Regions from separate parts of the Mus musculus genome. Here region 2 is linked to region 1. A link is a contact called in public Hi-C data. All regions are on one chromosome and are shown on one strand. Each heading gives the region's core, a stretch centred on a gene start, on an enhancer-like site or on the middle of the called end of the contact. The rest is flanking DNA. Distances are from core to core; before and after follow the strand shown. Region 1 overlaps Ube2w (ubiquitin-conjugating enzyme E2W (putative)). Region 2 holds the start of Tmem70 (transmembrane protein 70).

Region 1 (3,281 bases), core at 75-2,574:
TTATTACGGGTGATTGTGAGCCACCATGTGGTTGCTGGGATTTGAACTTAGGGCCTTCAGAAGAACAGTCAGTGTTCTTACCTGCTGAGCCATCTCGCCAGCTCTGATTTATTTTTAAAATATAGTTTATTTACCATGTATATTATAATCCATGAATTCCCCTAGCATGACAGAATTAACTTAGTCTTTATTGGTGGAAATTCCGTTAGCACTAATTTATCAGCCTTTATGTGGAATTATTGTAAAAACTGTGGCTAGTGTTTCCTGAGCTCTTCCTTTATAAAGCTGCATAGCTCTTGGCAGTTACTGCTGGTCCCAGGCTTCTTTCTGAAAAGTAACAGTCCTCAATTCCTCATGTGCATTTTTTTGCCAAATTAGTTTTCTAAAATAAGTGATAGACACTACAGTTATATACTGTCTATTATGTGGAGGCTGCCAGGAGGTATTGTAGGTATTGAGGGTTTTAAATGACCTTGCATATGAATATTTCTGAATATTGTGAATACTTTTTGAGAATTAGTTTTCTGAAGGGACATTAACATTAAGTGCCTATTGATTGATTTGAAAGTTGTATCTTACTATTGAAGGAGAGTTACCTTATAGACTAAAGGTGTATTTTATTTAATGTAAAATGTCATGACTGCTTAAGAATTGCTGATAGAAAAATTCTCTTCAGATGTGTCTGAATATGTGCATATCAATTTCTTGTTTCAAATTGAACTGATATACTAATCATATATTAATTTAAGTTTGTGCAAGCTCTCATTTCCTTGAAAGAGTAAAGGTTGGTTTGCTTATATTATATAACTGAACACAAATTTTCATCTGTAAGACTGAGAACGGCAAGTCAGGCTGGCCACGTTCTTGCTACTTGGCATTATTTCTCCATGTGATGAGCTTGTAGATGAACTTACACGTGCTTCCGTTTCTAATTCTCTTTTTCTCCTTTCCTTAAAGATGACACTTGTTGATGCCGCTGCCCTCCTCCTGTAGCAGAAGATAGTCCTACTGAGAAATGAGCACTTTGATCATTCAGTCTTTGAACTTTAACCTTTGACTGGAAGTGACCTATAGGCAATGAAGACTACTTCCTTTTACTGCATTTTTACTCGTGTGCATTCTGGGCGCATGTTGATCGCTGGTTCAGTCCAGTCAACCGACATGCTTTTATTAGTCATACAGTATTAATGCAGGTGTCAGGAAATGTCAACTATAATTCCATTTTTTATTTTTATTTTTTTAAGCTTTTGGAAAAGTTCCAGGTCCTCGTGTATTGTGCAATAACAGTGACTTCCTCAGTGGTTTGGGGACGTTCATTGCCGGCAATGGACGTTGTAAAAGGAAGAGTTTTCTTAACTCCTGCCACTTGGTGATTAATGCATGATAGGGCCTATGAAATGAATTTATCAGTTGTTGTGGGATTATAAGGAAAGTGAGGGATCCAACATTACATTGAAAGCCACCCCAATTGTTTATATTTGGATTCTATGCACTGTGATCCTAAGGCCAACAGCATGAAATTACATGCATCTTTAAAGGACCGAAAGAAAGATCATTGCATATTTATTTAATTGTTTATATCTGCTGTCAAATTGTTTTGACATGGAAAGTTTTCGAGGAACATTGGCAGAGAGGTACAATATGTTATCCCTATGGTGAAAATAAATTCATTTGTTGTATATACTCCTCAGTCTCTGAAGTGAAGGTGTGAATAATAGAGTGTGGATGGTTAACCAAGGTGTTGTTTGGAAGTAAAAGAAAAAATGGCAGTGATGATTAAATTACTGCCATCCATCATTTGGGCCTGTTATTATTTTTCCAAGTATATTATACTCTGTTACTTCCTGCTAGCCATCAGCATGAGCCCTATTGCCTAAACACTATTTCATTTATTTATGTTTGGAAAAAATCCATAAACATTTTTGTTTGTAATCTTGTTTCTTTTGTTATGTTTTCAGTTGTTTAAATGTTATAATACTTTAATTGAAAGAATTTTGTCAAGTTTTTTTTTCTTGTAAATTTTCTTTACTTGTATCATCTTGTCCTTCAATACTGTACCCTAAAATAAGAAATACATTTTTGACAGAGGCTTAATGTTTTAACAAAAGAGTGTGGACATTTTTATTTTAAGATTTTGGTAAAAGGATACTATAAAAACAATGTTTGCTTATTTGTCTCACTTACCCATTGTGTAGGGTTTCTTGGAAGAACTTGTTTTGTTTGTTGAGAAGATTTTGCCTACAGTTAGATGAAGTTTTTCTGTCTGCCTGTCTGTCTGTCTCTACTCTTATCTATCTGTATGTATGTAGGTATCTATCTATCATCTCTCTCTCTGATCTATAAAACAATTGTTGAGAAGGTTCCATCCTAAATACCATGTACCATGTAATGATTATATAACTAGGTCTTTTTAAGAAGTGATTAATGTATTTTATAAATTACCTTTTCACATATGCAAGCTCTGTTTCTATGACAATGTTATTTTTACTGATGCCTTACTGTTATAGTCTTTTTGAATATCCTGCAGTGAATATATTAATCAATTTGGGCTAAAAATAAAAGCCAGTTGGCTGAAAGGTCTGACGGTATGTAAACCCATAAAAAAATCATTCAACTGATAATTGGTAAAGAATATTTTAAAAATTGTTTTTAACCTCTGTGTAGATGACATTTTGTAGCTTTTTACATGTTGTTAATTAAGGGCATATAATTTTACACTCTAAAAGTATAACTGCTGAACTCAGGGGTGGGTAGACTTCAAAAATATGTCTACTGTAGAAATAACTTGAAAAAAATTAAATCCATGGCCAGCCACCAAATTGTGGACACTGTTTATAAAACTAGGGAGCAATCATCATTTTTTAAAGATTATAAACGTTTTCTTCTGTCTTGACTGCATGTATATAAGTTCCCACAGTAACCATTATCAGTTTTATTAGTTGGCCTTCTTGACATGAAAAAAATCTTTACGTTCTTACGTTTCTTCTGCTTTTACGATGAAATCACAGCTGTAAGTTAAGTTTATGTCACTGCTCTAAATATTAATTAGCTCTTTTGTCGGGTTGGGGACACAGGGAGAAACACTTACCTATCCGTGGTCCTCTTACTAAAATCCTGGCCTGTGACGTCACTCACCGAAGGAGCTCCCACACCAGGTCAGCAGCAACAGTGCTGGAATGTAGATCACCAGCTTCCGTTGTGCTTTTATAACAGTGCTTTACTATACCTCTCTCTATGCAGACACTGTAGGGCAGACGCAAATGAAATGGGAAATAGGGAAA
Region 2 (3,168 bases), core at 357-2,856, 94 kb before region 1:
TCCTACCACCCCTGTGGTTAGTACTTAGGAACTAGTTACATGAATAACTAGCATTTTTAAGGCTGTCTCCCTGAAAGCCTTGCATATACCTTGTACCCCATTTTGTTTTGAAGATCAAGTCCAGTCATCAATGTGGTCCATGTTGGCCTCCAACTGACCATGAAGCTCATGCTGATCCTCTGTCTGAGCCTCCAGAGCTAACACTGGGACTTTAAGTCTGTGCCACTACCATACCCTGGGCCTTCTATCTCTTAGCAAGAAAGCTTGCTTGAAAAACTGCTTGAAAGCTATATGAAACAGGAGTTTCCCAAGTATGTATAAATGAGCATCTAAAAATGAATTTCACATTGCTCACATTTAAAAATGTAAAAAGTATGCCTAATTTGTGTTGAAATTCAGTTAAGAGTCCAATATCTCGAGACCCTTGGCTATAGCACACACCTTTTATCTGTGAGTTTGAAGCCAGCACCAGCCTGGTCAACAGATCAGCCAGGGCTACACAGGGAAACCCACCCACAAGCAACTAACAACAAATAATTCAATTACCACTTTCAGCATTTCTTAAAAGTTTTTAAAATTCTTATATATTACAATGTAGCTTAATATACATAAAATTCTTGCCGAGCTACACCTTTAATCCCAGCACTCTGGAGGCAGTGGCAGGGGATATCTGAGTTCAAGGCCAGCTTGGTCTACAGAGCAAGTCCCAGGTTAGCCAAGACTACACATGAGAAACCCTGTCTCGAAAACCCACAAAATTCTTACATTTTATAGTATAGTTTAACATACTACGTACTTTGTTCAATAACATCCACACCCCACCTTTCACTCCGTAATCAAAGAAATTCCTAAAAACGGACAAGTAACACAACTTAGGAGGCTAGCTCCACGTGCTGCATCAATTTCTTAGCACTTAGCGCCCTTCTGACCTTTAGCTCTAGAGTAAGAAATAAGTCCCTGCGCAGCAGAGCAAATCTTTAATCCTAGAATGGGAAGTCAATAGGTAGGCGAGTCTCTGATTTCGAGGACAACCGGGTCTATATAGCGAATTCAGGACAGGTGAGTCTACAAAACTGGGACATCCTGTCTCTGAAAAACAACAAAAAGAACCATTTGTGGTGCTTTAATAGCCTTCGAAAGGAGAATCAATCCCTGGATTGACAGCAGCTGCGGACCCCGAGGTCGAGGCCTGCTCCTCCCAGGCCCGCACCGGGAGTGTCCCCTCAGCACTGGAGTTCCCAGACCCCATGCTGCGCCCGCTCCCCACCACCACAGCCTACGAACAGCCGACCTGCGCTCGCCCGGGTGGCCCGCAAGACTCGGCTAGCGCTAGATGCCCGCCGCTCCGGAGCCGCTCTGGCTCGGCTAGCGAGGCCGCACGCCAGAAAGCGATCCCGGAACCTCGGAGCGCGGCGGCCACACACCACGTCGTCCTCGTCCGGCCCGGCCATAGGCCCGCTGCCCACCGGCCGCCCAACCCCAACAGCATGCTGCGAGTTGGAGAAGGTGGCCGTCAGTTTCCAGCTGCGGCCAAGGACACCCAAAAGCGACTCCGCTCGACAGTGGCCCCCACAAGAGCGATGAGGCTCCGCCCCTTAAACGGAACACGCGGCCGGATTGGTGCGCGCGCGTGCGCAGAAAATGCGGCCGGCCTGCAACCTTCTCCACCTGGTGGGTTCCAGGCAGCAAATGACCCAAAACCCCAACTCCCTGCTTAAGATGATGGGCTTCAACCGAATTCCTAGTATTTGGTCGGCTTTTGACCGTGTGCAAGGACAGAGTGTGTAGGCATGTGAAAAAGACAGTGACCAGAAGCCTAGTTAAATACTTCGTTCTCATGAAAGTCACTTTATAGGTCCTAAAACTGGTTTGGGAAAATGATTTAGCTTCGCAGAAGTAATTGTAGCATATCAGCCCAAAAGGAATGTAGTTTAAGGTACTTAATGTTATAATGTTTAAATACTTTGTATGCTATGATATGATATTAACAAAATGAATGAATGATTTAGTCCCAGCACTTGGGAGACAGAGACAGGCGCATTTCTGAGTTCGAGGCCAGCCTGGTCTACAGAGTGAGTTCCAGGACAGCCAGGGCTACACAGAAAAACCCTGTCTCGGGGGAAAAAAAAAAAAAAAAAGATTTAATGATTTAACTTAATTCCACCACTGAGATAGGAGAAAATGGAATTTTTTCACATAATTTTCGATTTTGTTGACAGATTTTTTTTTTTCCCCATTAAAAACGTCGTATCCGAGCTGGGTGTGGTGGCGTACGCCTTTAATCCCAGCACTCGGGAGGCAGAGGCAGGCGGATTTCTGAGTTCGAGGCCAGCCTGGTCTACAGAGTGAGTTCCAGGACAGCCAGGGCTATACAGAGAAACCCTGTCTCGAAAAAAAACAAAAAAACAAAAACAAAAACCAAAGGAACAAACAAACAAAGCCCCCATCATGTCCAAGGTGGGGAGTGTATCTTGCCTAGCACGGACTGACATAGAAGAATCTACAGTGTTGCAAATCCAGAGCCAATTTATCATGGGCCATTTGCAGATCTCTTAGTAGCCTTAATGTATTGTCCTCCTGTGTACCTAACATCTTCACGACCTTCAGCTGGAACACACCGAGTTCAAGCTTTCATTTGGAATGCACAGGGTATTAGTTTTCCGAGTACTGTCAAATAGCACCTGAAGCCTAAAACAGGTTTCCCCACTTTTAAAAAACGTACCTAACCATCCCACTAATGTAGAAACCTGTCTTGACTGATGATTTTCTTTGTTCTGTTACTATAAAAAAGCTTCATGAAACTACTTCCATGTTGAAACATGGAACATGGGGACAGGGGGTGACATAAATCTGTGTTTCCAAGCCATGATCACTCATTTGGTTCTAGAATAAGTTCTCTTTTCTCTCCATTGAGGTGAGAGTTTTTTGAATCAACACTATACCTTTCTCCCAAAGGCAGATGATACTTAGTGCCTATTGCACAGGACTTAGACAGGAGTAGAGGGAGCACTGTAACGGCATAAATTTGGGAACTCATGGTGCAAATGTGTAATAGGACATGCATCTAAAAATACACGAGACTACCTCTAACTGGAATCTCTGTGTTCTAGGTCAGGTCAGACATTCAGGTCATAATGCCTGAAATAAATACCAACCATCTTGATGAAA

The links. Hi-C and Micro-C count contacts between places; a contact is called where the count stands out from the background.
Region 2: a Hi-C map of granulocyte-monocyte progenitors shows a contact between it and region 1, with 1.8 times the contacts expected there. The contact joins the promoter of Tmem70 here to the enhancer-like site in region 1. A contact is called at or near these places in 10 of 39 promoter capture datasets (the C10 cell line, the HPC-7 cell line, cranial neural crest and 5 more), 1 of 484 Hi-C or Micro-C datasets (granulocyte-monocyte progenitors), 5 of 115 datasets of contacts at active chromatin or transcription factors (the SCID.adh cell line, bone marrow-derived macrophages and embryonic stem cells) and 3 of 9 other capture datasets (adipose tissue, liver and pancreatic islet).

The regions. Positions count from the first base shown.
Region 1 is chr1:16,568,959-16,572,239 of GRCm38.p6, reverse strand. It overlaps Ube2w (ubiquitin-conjugating enzyme E2W (putative)), which reads left to right. Exons shown (of 6, transcript NM_025773.4): 6 at 958-3,281. The coding sequence ends at 971. Among named protein-coding and RNA genes, the nearest start is that of Ube2w, 49 kb to the left of the region's middle. Within about 2 kb of position 1,324, at least 6 of the 459 cell types and tissues checked have an H3K27ac peak or open chromatin away from gene starts, as enhancers often do. A contact at or near this core is called in bone marrow-derived macrophages and granulocyte-monocyte progenitors, where this site is marked.
Region 2 is chr1:16,663,629-16,666,796 of GRCm38.p6, reverse strand. Tmem70 (transmembrane protein 70) reads right to left here and starts at 1,606. Exons shown (of 3, transcript NM_027415.2): 1 at 1,292-1,606. The coding sequence starts at 1,489. It also overlaps the pseudogene Gm7654.